Linked DNA regions of Oryctolagus cuniculus: region 1 is linked to region 2. A link is a contact called in public Hi-C data. All regions are on one chromosome and are shown on one strand. Each heading gives the region's core, a stretch centred on a gene start, on an enhancer-like site or on the middle of the called end of the contact. The rest is flanking DNA. Distances are from core to core; before and after follow the strand shown. Region 1 overlaps ARHGAP26 (Rho GTPase activating protein 26). Region 2 has its middle 50 kb from the start of ARHGAP26.

Region 1 (6,170 bases), core at 3,486-5,985, 170 kb after region 2:
GCAATTTTATTATGAATGTCAGTGAATTGAGTTGCAGCCGTCTGTGTCCGGGTATCTGGCCAGTGCAGGCCCCGTCTCCACCTCCTCATCCTGCAGTGGTGGCGTCACCCCTCCAGCACAGCTCAGTCAGGCCGCACCTGCTCAGGGAAGCATTCCCTGACCCCATGGGATATTTGGCTGCGTTTTTGACTTTGTCGTCATCCCGTTCATGCCCCTGATTGTGCGTTTCCCACATGGTATCCTGATAACCACAGTCGTGGTGTGTACAGCTCCTGCAGGGCAGGGAACTGGCTTCCGTGTCCCCAGGATCAAGCCTAGTGTTTGAGACTAAGTGCAAGTCCCACGGTCGTATGCTCTTTGACCCAGGGGGACCTTGTTCTGCACCATCTGCAGCAGCTCACTTTTCAGGTGGGAGAACAGGTCTTGGGAAGGCTGGTAGCAGGTAGGACTAGGACTGGGGCAGGACGTGGGTGTCCCGGTGCCCTGGTGAGCAGGCGAGAGGTTTCATTTATTGAGCATCTGGTTTGGACTGGCCTCTGCGTCATGAATACCCGCTGGAGAGATTTGGCCAGTGAAGTCCAGAGGCTCCGCATTTATTCATCTAGAGCATGGCCTGCCCAGTGGGAGTTCTGAAAGCTCTCCGGGTAATTCTTCTTTTTTTTTTTTTGACAGGCAGAGTGGACAGTGAGAGAGAGAGAGAGACAGAGAGAAAGGTCTTCCTTTGCCGTTGGTTCACCCTCCAATGGCCGCCGTGGCCGGCGCGCTGCGGCCAGCGTACCGCGTTGATCCAATGGCAGGAGCCAGGTACTTATCCTGGTCTCCCATGGGGTGCAGGGCCCAAGCACTTGGGCCATCCTCCACTGCACTCCCTGGCCACAGCAGAGAGCTGGCCTGGAAGAGGGGCAACCGGGACAGAATCTGGTGCCCTGACTGGGACTAGAACCCGGTGTGCCGGCGCCGCAAGGCAGAAGATTAGCCTAGTGAGCCATGGCGCCGGCCATCCAGGTGATTCTGATGAGCAGCTGCGGCCAGGAGTCCGTGAGGTGGAGTCCCAGCGCGTCGTGGTGAGCCTCCGAGACTTGAGTTGATGTGCAGTAGAGAATACAATGAGGAAATAAAGCAGCCTCACAGAACAGTAAAAAATGAAGCTACTTAATGTTGCAATGCTTGATTACACTGTGGAGTTAAAATGCTCACTTTTGAAACCCATGTTCTCAAAGTTGAGAAAAAGGAAATTGGGAATACATCAGGAGAGCTGTCTTTTTTTTCTCCCCACAGAGTCCAGTCAGTTCTGTGACCGTCCGTGGCTTCCGGACATTGCCTCTGTTCATTTCATTGCAATGCACATGCGTGTGGTTCAGAAAAAAAAAAATAATGCTTTGTTGCAACACGATTCCTGGCATAATTAGTTCAGTGAAGAGTGAGGAGTGCATTAAGATTGAAAAATATCGTACTGGCATGGAAACCACTATAGAATTCCCGAGCTGGAACAATTCGGCCCACACATTCTGCCGATGAAGAAATTGGAGCCCAAAGAGGTTCAGTGCTTTGCTCACGGCCACACAACTGGCAGCCAGTCAAGTCATCATTCATTTGTTCGTTTGGTCATTCAGAAAATGTTTCAGTGCTTCTTTGTTCCAGCTTTGCCCTTGTTTGGGGATAGTAGTGGGCAAGTGACCATTTATGACAGTGGTGTGTGTGTGTGTGCATGTGTGCACGTGTGTCTATCTGTATAAGCGTGTGCATCGCTGAACCAGAAAATGTGAACAGGCATGCGAGTTCTGAAGAACACACTCATGGGGTGGTGGTAGCTTCTTGGGATCCCATTGGTGGTTAGAGAAGGCCTCCCTTGAAGAGATAGTCTTTAAGCTGAAGCCTTAATTACAATAAGGAGTCACCCATGAAAGGCTGCCCCACCTCCTGGAGGGGAGAGTCCTGGGAGATGAAACCCGGTCAGGAGCACAGATGTCCCAGCTGCACTGGGCAACACAAAGTCAGGCTCAAGGTGTTCGTGCCAGTAGGTGTTAGGAGGTGTTTTGTTTTGGTTGTTAACCTAGTCCCACTGTTGGTCAACTTTACCTGCAGCTTAGGCAAATGAGCATTTTACAAGGCATCACGGGATCTTGGAAACTCGGCCACTACAGTTGCCACTTCTCCGGCTGCGATGGCTGCTTAGGTTTTCAGAGGGCATCATTTTTGCTTCTGCAGAACCTGTGTCAGTCACGCGTTGAAGTCACGGCCAGGTTTTGCTTTGCTGTGCTGTTAGATCGAGAACTGGGAACAGCTCACACGGTGTCCAGTGTAGAGGTGTCCCACTCCAGTGCGGAGGCTCAGGACTGCTGTCTGTCTGTGCTGGGATGGTTGTGATTCCACGCCGACGCCTGCCTTTTTTCTTCACCAGATTGAGAATGCCAGCGAGGTGCTCATCACGCCCTTGGAGAAGTTCCGGAAGGAGCAGATCGGGGCTGCCAAGGTGAGCGTTCCACGGCCTTGTTCTGGGAGTGTGGGGTGGGAGGCCTGGGGAGCACAGCCCAGCATGGGCAGGTAAGCCTGGAGGCCCCTGCTCTGTCTTTGCAGGGCGCCGCAGTACGGCCTTAGTCGCCTGCTCTGGAGCAGGCCCTCTAGCGTTTGTTCGCAGATTGTTTTAGATCATGGATCATCCGGAGGTGGAATCCTGGCTTGCTCTGTGTTTTGTGTAGCTGTGTGCTTGGACAGTGGACTGCAGTGCACAGTACACTGTTTCTGTTGAAATGTGTTTACTGTGGATGTCCACAGCTCTCAGCCTAAGCAGGGCTTGAGAATTTGACCCCGTGGGCACCTGGAGTTTCTTTAAAGGGAGGCAGAGCAAGCGCTTAGCCAGATTTTGCCATGTGTGAGGAAACGGGCCCTCTCTTGCCAAATCTTTACATTTTTCCAATGTAAAAAGAGAAAAACTCTGAAAAGCCATAGTTCTATGTGGAATTTCTCACTGGAAAATAATTCAAAGTGTGTGTGTGTGTGTGTGTGTGTGTGTTGCACATTGTACAGGTCAGAAAGCCACATCTGCAGACCTGCCTCACCCCTGACACCACCACACGTTACCCCTGACCTGGGCGAGCTATAGCCAAAGCGAAGCTAATTCTCAGGTGTTCCTCAAAGACCGCAAAGGGAGCCCTGTTCATTTTTCAAAGGTGTCTTCCCCAGGGTCTCCTGCCCAGTGTTAAATCACTCAGAATCCCCAGCCAGCTTGACCTTCCGATGAGTGTTAGGGCCACCTGTGGGGAAGACATTTTCATTGGAATCCATGGAAGCCAAAAGCTTTACATTTTCTTCCTGGTTTTCAGTTCCGTCTCAGTTCTTTGCGCCACCTGCTGGGCATTCTGGGCGTCACCACTCAGGCTTGGTGGGGACTTCATCCAATTGTAAAAAGGCCTTGAGAATTGAGGGCAGGTGGGACAAAGCGGCTGAGATGTCCAGCTTAGCTCAGTGCTCACCCGCCCTCCCTCCCTCCCTCCCTCCCTCTCTCCCTCTCTCTCTCTCTCTCTCACTCTCTCTCTCTGCCAGCTTTGTCACTAATAGAAGTAACTGAGGGAAGCCAGGGTATGAAGGAGGAGGTTTATTTCGGCTCAGTTTTGGACGCACACAGTCTCAGTCTGGCGGTCAGCTGGTCTGGCTTTTGGTGGCGACAGTGAATGTTTAAGCATGTGTTGAGGAAGGGGCACACGGTGAAGAGGAGGCAGAGGGAGGCAGGGAGCCCCCGGCCTCGGGTCTGTGTGGCCTTTCCTTGTGGAGCCACTGTGATTCCGTTATGGGCACTGCCTCACCAACCCAGGGCCCCCACTTGGGCCACCCCTGGACGGAGTCCCCACCTTAATCCCGGAAGGCCTGGAGGACCCGTGTGTGACTGCCTGGGATTTTGGGTCCACGGTTGGAGGAGGGACCCCGGCGGGCGTTTTCCTCCTGCTTTGATAACACGCCTCTGCCAGTCTTGGTTGCCGGTTCCCCAGGAATGGGGCCTCACTGGCTTAGCGTCCGAGCTTAAGGTCGGTGTCTGGTTCCACTGACAGACAGTTCCTCCAAGACTCGGGGCCCGCCGAGCGATGGCAGAGAACGTGCCGCGCATGGCCACGGCCTCGGCCCTCCCTGGCTATGCGGGGCCTTCTGCTCAGCGCCCTGGGACCTGAGCGTCCTGCTCCCCGTGAGCACTGGGCCGTGGCTTCCAGAGGTTGTGAGGGGGCATCAGGTGGAGGCAGGGCGGTCACCTCTCCTCCCCCAGGTGGCTTGGGGTTACTGCGGTGACCGTGGAGGAGTGGGCTCCCCGTGACTGACACCACGACCGTGGTGACAGGAGCAGCCGGCCTAGACACTGACACGTGGATGAGTGAGAGTTCCAATGGTCACTCACCAAAGCCTCTTTTCCCCTTAGGCACATGCTGTTCCCCATTCATTAAATCATTAAAAAGCATCAGTCAGATAGTTTGTTGAAGTTAGCCATCAGTCTTCACAGCTCGATTGGCCGATGTCTGGGGTAATTTTGCATCCCCCTCTCTTTGTCATTTCCTTTCTTTATTCACTGTATCCAGCTCTGCTGCCCACATACCCACACACCAGATTTCGTAAATTTAAGGAGATACCTGACAGTAAACCCACCGTGAGGGGCTCGAGGGAAAGGTGTCAGAGCAGCGGGGGCTCCCTGCCTGCAGGGGTAGTGCCGGATCCTGCCTGTGCAATGCTAAAATTACGTCTTCCTCCGCCCGCCTCTCTGGTGCTGCCTTGGTTGCCATGACAACCTGTTGCGAGAGCTGGACAAGAAGGAGGGGTACGCGGACTTCCTGTGCTGATGTGGCTGCTCTGGGGTGGGCTACCACCTAGGAGCTTGGTGGAGCCAGTTGAGATTTCTGGGCGGGGGGATGTTGATTTCCCCCCGCGTATACCTGCACCTGTTTCTGAGACAGGTTTGGCAAGCTGGATGGTGTGTGAGAGCAGAATAGCCTACCCTGGGGAGTAGTGGTTAAGAGCCGGCCTAGAGAGGCACTGCGGGAGTCCTGTCTCGCTGCTGCTGTTTGCAGGTAAATCTGGGAGCCCTGATTCCTGATCTGAGAAATGGGTACAGTCAGGTCACTTGCCTCAGAGTTGCTGTGAGGGAGAAAGGAGTGAACTCACCGAAAGCACTTCAGTCAGAGGCTGTCGTGTCAGGTGTGCGCATGTGAGAACAGAGGCTGCCCAGGGGTCATTTGCTGTTGGCTGCTGTCCTGGACACACACGGTTCCTTTAAGAGATAGGGGAGCACATGCTCTGTGCCTGGCACCGCTCTTGGCCCTGGTGCTTGGTGGAGAACAAAGCAAGGGTGGTTCTGGTGCTGCTGGTGAGGCTGGGGGACATGCATTAGACAGAAAGACAGAAATACCTGTGTCATTTCAGGTGGTGGCAGGTGTGTGGAAGGGTTGTCTTCATGGTGCACGGGGCATGGAAAGCCAAGAGGTGTCCTTGGTGAAAAGGAGACAGGTGCGTGTGACAGCACCCTCTCTGTCACCACGGTCATCCCTGCTGTAGCATCCTGAGCATGTCCCATGCTGAGCTCTGTGTGAGGGGCCTTCAGAAAATCTGGTATTAATAGATAAGTTAGTGTCAGTACAAAACATCTGGACATCCTTGAGTAGTTTTGTTGTGATGTGCCTTTCCTCCCAAGCTTTGGGAAGAGCCCTCGTGTGTGGTTTATCTCATTTAGTCCCAGCGATCACAGCAGGAGCAGGTGCTCTTGTCCTAGCTTTGTTACAGTCTTGGAGTCCCAAGAACCCTGCACTGTGGCCTCCCCTCCTCAGCCTGGGTTTACGGATGAGAACGCTGCCCCTGGAGAGGGGCTGTGGTTTGTTCAGAGTCGTGCCCTGCAGGCTGAAATCAGTTCCAGGATCCTAAGCCAGTCCTTCGGCCTCTCAGTGCTCTGTACACAGTGGCCGCGCTGGAGGTGAAACCGTCCTGTGTCCTGAGAGCTTCTGGGTAACACTGTTCTGCCATGAACAGTTCTTTTGCATTGGTTTTACTTATTTATTCGACAGAGAGAGAGAGAGACGTGGGTCTTCCATCCTCTGGTTCACTCCCCCAATGCCTGCAACAGCCAGGCTGGGCCAGGTGGAAGTCAGGACCTGGGAACTCCATCTGGTTCTCCCACGTGGGTGGCAGGGACCCAATAC
Region 2 (6,562 bases), core at 3,430-5,929:
CCCTAGGGGAGGAGGTTGCTACTGGCAACTGTGAGGTAGAGGGCAGAGGCGCTGCTAAACTGCCTGCCACTACAGGGCAGCCCACCGCCAGCAAAGACTCTCCAAAGCAGCAGCATTGCCTCCTCGATTGGCATACCCGGAATGAAAGGCTCTTGATGTCTTAGACTATGGCTCAGTGATAATCCAACCATGACCGACCAACCGGGAGAATGACAAATGCCACCCGAAGAGGTAGTCCCCAACCAGCAGCGTCAGCACCACCCAGGAGGCTGTTAGAGAGCAAACTCCCAGGCCCCAGCCCAGGGCTGCTGAATCGGAATCTCTGCGAGTGGAGTCCAGAGACGGATGTGGTTCCAGCACACTCTCATGCCTGAGCAGCTGCTTGGCTGACCGTCTTTCCTAGAGGTTCGTTCCTGGCCGCAGCGGTAGGCAGCAGCAAACCCTCTAACGGCGGCGTACTGACTGCACAAAGCTCAGAGGTAGCCTTGACGTGAACTGGGCACAGCGCTGGTGACCATCGCTCCCGAGAGTGTTTGCGTCTGACCACAGTAGATGCTGACTCTCCACTTCGAGAGAGCCGGGGGGCTGTGTGTGTGTGTGTGGGGGGGGAACAAAGCATGGTTCACAGCCCTGGTAGGGTCCTTTCTGACTTACGTGGTGTTTTGAGGACTCTGAACTTGTTTTGCTTCTTCCTTATGTTACAAAGGCATCTTCTCCAGCAGAGAATTTAGTGAGCGTGTGATCCAGACCAAGCTCCTAGGCACCAAAATCCATCCCAAAGCCACGTGAAGAAGCCATTCTTGTCTGGCTTTCTACACGTGGAGCAGATCTGATGAACGATGAAGGTCTCGGGTTTCCCGTGGTCTGCAGATAAAATGCAATCTGGCTATGCTTTCCAGGGAGGAGAGAGTGCACCACAGCTTGGGAGCACAAGGGGGCACCCTCCACTCAGCCATGGTTATCCACCGTCCGTGTGCAGACGCTGGAGGGGAGGGTGGAGGGACCTGCCAGGTAATGAGCGTGTGGGAGGGAACTGTCACTTTTCACCTGCAGAGTGGCAGAACTGGAGCGCTGGAATTAGACCTCTGGAGTCTGGGTCCTCAAAGGGTGGTCCCCAGACTGGCAGCGTCCGCATCACAGAAGTTGTTAGAAAAGCACTTTTCTGGAGGCCGGCGCCGTGGCTCACTTGGTTAATCCTCCACCTGTGGCGCAGACATCCCATATGGGTGCCAGGTTTAATCCCGGTTGCTCCTCTTCCTGTCCAGCTCTCTGCTGTGGCCCAGGAGGGCAGTGGAGGATGGCCCAGGTGCTTGGGCCCCTGCACCTGCATGGGAGACCAGGAGGAAGCGCCTGGCTCCTGGCTTCAGATCGGCGCAGTGAAAGCCGTGGCGGCCATTTGGGGAGTGAACCAATGGAAGGAAGACCTTTCTCCTTCTCTCCCTCTCTAACTCTACCTGTCTCAAATTAAAAAAAAAAAAAAAAAAAAAAAAAAAAAAAAGGCACCTTCTCAGGCCGTGGCCAGAGCTGCTGAATCCGGGAGGGGGCCCTCGCAGCCTCTGTTTTAAAAGCCCCTCCCCGCCCAGGTGACTGTTCTGCGGCTCGTGGTGGAGAACCACCTGGTCTCCTCTCGTGTATCTTTCTGGGGCTGTGCAGGGATGGTGTTGGCACCTGACCTCAGCATGCTTCTGCCAGGCAGGAGATGAAAGAGCCCGCCTCCTTCCTGCCCAGCATCTTCTTCAGACCTGAGAACACCTGAAGACACAGGTCGGTCATTGTGCATGACCCTGGGCAGTCCCCAGGCCCAGCCCTGGTTGAGCAGCTCTGAGCCAGGAGCCGACAAGTCCCTCTGCCGTCCTCACACGCAGCTGCACCTGCAGGGCCTGCCCGAGCCGTGCCCTAGTTTCCTTTTCCTTTTTCCTTACCTCCCTCCTCTCTTGTTCTTCTGCTCCCCCCATCCCATTTTGATTTTGTTTTTTTTTTATTTTTTTAATTTAATTTTTTTTTTATTTTTGACAGGCAGAGTGGACAGTGAGAGAGAGACAGAGAGAAATGTCTTCCTTTTGCTGTTGGTTCACCCTCCAATGGCCGCCGCGGCCAGCGCATTGCGCTGATCCAAAGCCAGGAGCCAGGTGCTTCTCCTGGTCTCCCATGGGGTGCAGGGCCCAAGCACTTGGGCCATCTTCCACTGCACTCCCTGGCCACAGCAGAGAGCTGGCCTGGAAGAGGGGCAACCGGAACAGAATCCGGCGCCCCGACCGGGACTAGAACATGGTGTGCTGGCGCCGCAAGGCGGAGGATTAGCCTAGTGAGCCACGGCGCCAGCCTTGATTTTGTTTTAAATCATGAAGTTCCTGGAATACCCAGTGAGAACAGGGACCCCAGATGTCTGGGGAAAAGGGAGAGAAATGGAGTGGATACGGACAGACGTGTTTCAGGGTGTAGACTGAGAACACCCAACTGTGTCTTAATGGGTTGCCGCGACCCTTGTGCACTGCAGTTCTGGGGTAGGGAGCTCACCCTGTGTGCTAGAGAGTGCGGAGAAGCTGCCCTGGGCAATCGGAGTTGGGAGAGAGGTCAAAAGCTGAGCAAAAGCCCGGCCTGTGATTTCCTCTTGTTTTTTGAGGATGGGGAAAGAAGGGTTATGTTAGTTTGAGTGAAGCTGCAGCTGTAACAAATTCAGAATGGAGCCATCTGTTCCCTCTGAGAAGCAGCTGCCCCCAGGTACCAGTCTGACCACGGAAACTGAGTTGAATCAGCTGGAATCCCGTGCTGAGGCTGCTGACTTGCCCCAGTGCGCTTGTCTGCACCCTGGAGAAACCAGCGTGCGCGCAGGTGACATCGCTGCGTGCAGGTGCACACAGCTCTGCCAGGGGAACACTCCCTCCCAGGCAGCTGCTCTAACCTGGCACCTGGCACTGAGGAACCCATCTGGAGGCAATATGCAGCCATTCAGCATGAGTGCCAGCCACGGTGGCTCCCAGGTGATTGGCAGGTACAGCTGGCGCTCTTTCCCTCCTCTTCCTGAGTAACACCGGGCAGGGCGGTCTCCCAGCCAGGCTGCGGCTCCAGGTGCCACTTTTACCTTGGGGCATTCTACCTGGCCCAGGGAGAGAGAGAAAAGCCCTGTCAAGTGATTGCAATCGCGCTTTCGTTTCTCTAGTCCTTTTTTATTTAAGGATCGCAGCTGCCGCGGCACGTGGAAGCCTTTCTTCAGATTCTTTGCCAGGAACCGTGCGTGCTGGTTTCCAGGACGTGATGAGAGCCTGGCGTGGGGGACCTCAGAAGCGGAAGTCTGGCTTATTTTTCCTGAATGAAACCATGCCTTCGGTAGTGCACCCCAAGCTTAGCTGTGTGCCAGATACCTCTAGGGAATGAGACACGTGCCCAGCTGCAAATTCTGACTCCGCAGGGGTGTGGCAGAACCAGACACCTGCACCTGCTACTTGGCTCGCAGTGAACACGTAGCCCAGTGTTTGCACATCACAGGGGTGAGTTGTAAGGTAAAAGCGCCATCATTAGGAAATTTAATTTTATTACACAGCATTTAACAGTTAATACCCCTAGACTTCTGGACATCTTAGCTTGGCGATAAAGCAGCCAAGATTAACCCATTCTTTCCCCCTCGTGACAGTGGGGTTGACTGAGGGTTCCTGCTCTCTGCTGCCACCAGGAGCATCCAGGAAGAGTATTTTACAGTATACCACCAGCTCCGGAGGAAAAAAATCAACACTGAAAACTTGAATTCAGTTTCTACCTGATGCTTATTGCTTTTGCATCATGGTGATGTCAAAAATTGGAAGACAAACCATTGTAAACCGAGACTGCCTGTCTGGTTACCCTGCTCCTTCCGCCATTTTTCTCAGCAGGGATGTCAAGCCTCCTGCATCTGGTAACCTGCAGTTCTTGCTAACAATGTAAGTTCTGGGGCAGGCAGTTAGCCTGGCAGTTAAGATCCCAGTTGAGATATTCACGTCACATGTCAGAGTACCTGGGTTCAATACCTGCTCCTGGTTCCTGAATGCAGGCCCTGGAAGGCAATGGTGATGGCTCATTGGACTTGGGTCCTTGCACCCACATGGGAGACCTGGATTATGTTCCCGCCTCCTGCCTTTAGCCTTGCCCAGTCCCTGCTTTGTGGGCACTTGGGGAGTGGACCAGCAGATGGGAGTACTTGGTCTTTTTTTTTTTTTTTTAAATGTAGGTTCCTCGGCCCTACCCAGACCTACTCAGCAGACAGCTCGAGGGCGTGGCTCACTTCATCTTTGCTAGGTGACAGTGACCACAGGTCCCCTGGCAACTCTTGAGTACGTTCACATTTGAGAATTTCTGCAGAGAGGAGTCTGACGCACCGCAACACGTGGAAAGCCACTGACCGCGCTGGAACAATTGAGCTTGAATTTCTGCTTTGTAGACCCGAGAATTTTTTCCTGACTCCACTTGACTTCCCTGAGCCACCGAGGGAAGTGCTGGCCAACGTAACACAAAGAAGCAAAGAAAGTAGAAAAGTGATGTAATCTGAGGCCGCAGTGAATTGGAGGCCAAGAAATAGTGATGGAAAAACACCAGGCTTCTCACCTGGGCCGTGCCCCAGCTCAGGGGTTGGAATGGTGGAGAGACAGAAGCGGGCCTCTGTGAAGGGGCAGGTGGTCGTTAGCAGCTCCTCCTGGACAGGGCCATCCGCTGCTGCTCCAGGGCTCCCTGGCTTCCAGACTCCTCCAGGCAGTCCTTGGCCAGGGACCGTGTGAGCACAGAGACTGGAAGCTGGTCAGGCACTCACTCGGGCCCTGGCCTCAGCCCGGGGGATGGGACTCTGAGGGAGCAGAGGGGTGCAGTCTGCAGGTCTGTGGAGAATTCCAAAGCCAGATTTGCGGCCAGCCCCTCTCCTGGGAGAGCCAGACTGGAGCCATTCTTGAGGAACCCAGCGGGCCAGACAGTGGCCGCTCTGTTCCTGTTTGCTGGCACCCGGGCTGTTAACCCAGAAACTGCCCTTGTGCCCTTTATGGCAGGCAAGTTTTAAAGCTCTCCTTTCAACTTTGGCCCTGTGTCTTACAGGCTGAGAAGAGGCACTTGCCTCCACCCCAAATGCCATTTTTCCATACTCTTTGACCGGGAGGTCTACAAAAGGGTGTCTTTTCTTCCTCTGCAGCTAATGATCCCTGGGAAAATTTGCAAATCTTCAGAAGAATTTCCCGAGGAACTCCTGAGACAAGAGAAACCTAAGAGCACTCGGCAGTATAAGCTGGGAGTGAGCCAAGTGTCTTTCTCCCGCCCCTGGGGCGGCCACAGGTCAAACACCCATCCCTGAAGGCTGGAAACTTAAGACGTTTTTTTGAAAAGATTATATTTTTTGAAAGGCAGAGAGAGAGACAGATCTTGCATCTACTGGGTCATTCCCCAAAAGCCCCCAACAGCCTGGGGTGGACCTGGTTGAAGCAAGGAACCTGTAACTCTGTCTGAATCTTGCGCCTAAGCAGCAAGGACCCAAGTCATTGACCATCTCCTTCTGTCTCCTAACACATGCCCGAACTGGAAGCAGAACTGGGCTTCAAAGCCAGGCGCTCTGACGTGGGATATAAACATCCAGTGACATCTTATCCCCTGTGCCAAAAATCCACCCCAAAGACATTTTTAAAATGTTTTAAAGTTTATTTTGTTTTACTCCAAGTTTCCAGAATTACCAATTACAAATAACAACAGCAACAATAAAAAACCCTACAGTACAGTCATCACCAGATATGCAAGGGAGGTTGTTCTAGGACCTGCCTGGGATACCAGCATCAAGGGCTGGCCAAGTTCTTGCTGAAAAATGGCACATTTACACACAATCTACTCACATCCACTCATATGCTTCGAATCATTCCTGGATTATTATAATACTTAGCAGAGTGTAATGCTATGTAAATAGTTGTTAACACTGAACTGTTTGGAAAATAATGGCAAGGAAGAAGTCTGATAGTTTTTTTCCAAGTATTTTCTATCTGCAGTTGGTTGAACCCATGCATGCAGAATCCTCAAAAACAGATGGCCAACTGTGTTTCTCCATCAAAGGAAGAGGGGAAACCAATGAAACCCCATCGAGGTTTGTGCATAATTTCCCTCGGATAGTTACTGGAGTCAGCACACACGAATTTGGTTCCAAGATTTTTAGCAGAGAAAGTGACCAGTCTTAAATGTAGTCAAAATATTATCAATTCCTTTACCCTTCCCTTTTTATTTAAAAAAAAAAATCATTTATTGAACTGTGTGCCAGGCAGAGCCTGAGGCCATGAGGATACAGCGAAGAACACAGTAAAGTCCCTGTCTTCATGGAGCTGACTTTGCAGTCAGGGAGATCCATGACAAAGTCAGCAGTGAAATATGTTAGTAAGAGGTCAGATGATGAATGGCAAAAGAAGAGTGACGTCAAGGTCCCTGGGGTGGAAAGTGGCAGAGGGCGGGGGTGGGTGTATTGGGGCTGGCATTATGCTTTAGTGGGTAAAACTGCTGCCTGCGACACTGGCATCCCATATGGACACAGTTTGAGTCCCAGCTTCTCCACTTCTGATCCAGCTCTCTGCTGATG

What was found. Hi-C and Micro-C count contacts between places; a contact is called where the count stands out from the background.
Region 1: a Hi-C map of an unstated tissue shows a contact between it and region 2, with 8 times the contacts expected there. The contact joins two enhancer-like sites. A contact is called at or near these places in 6 of 6 Hi-C or Micro-C datasets (ear pinna, embryonic fibroblasts, liver and 3 more).

Annotation. Positions count from the first base shown.
Region 1 is chr6:30,364,341-30,370,510 of mOryCun1.1, forward strand. It overlaps ARHGAP26 (Rho GTPase activating protein 26), which reads left to right. Exons shown (of 23, transcript XM_051844367.2): 4 at 2,402-2,473. Among named protein-coding and RNA genes, the nearest start is that of ARHGAP26, 120 kb to the left of the region's middle. Within about 2 kb of position 4,736, at least 2 of the 8 cell types and tissues checked have an H3K27ac peak or open chromatin away from gene starts, as enhancers often do.
Region 2 is chr6:30,190,667-30,197,228 of mOryCun1.1, forward strand. No RefSeq gene overlaps it. Among named protein-coding and RNA genes, the nearest start is that of ARHGAP26, 50 kb to the right of the region's middle. Within about 2 kb of position 4,680, at least 1 of the 8 cell types and tissues checked has an H3K27ac peak or open chromatin away from gene starts, as enhancers often do.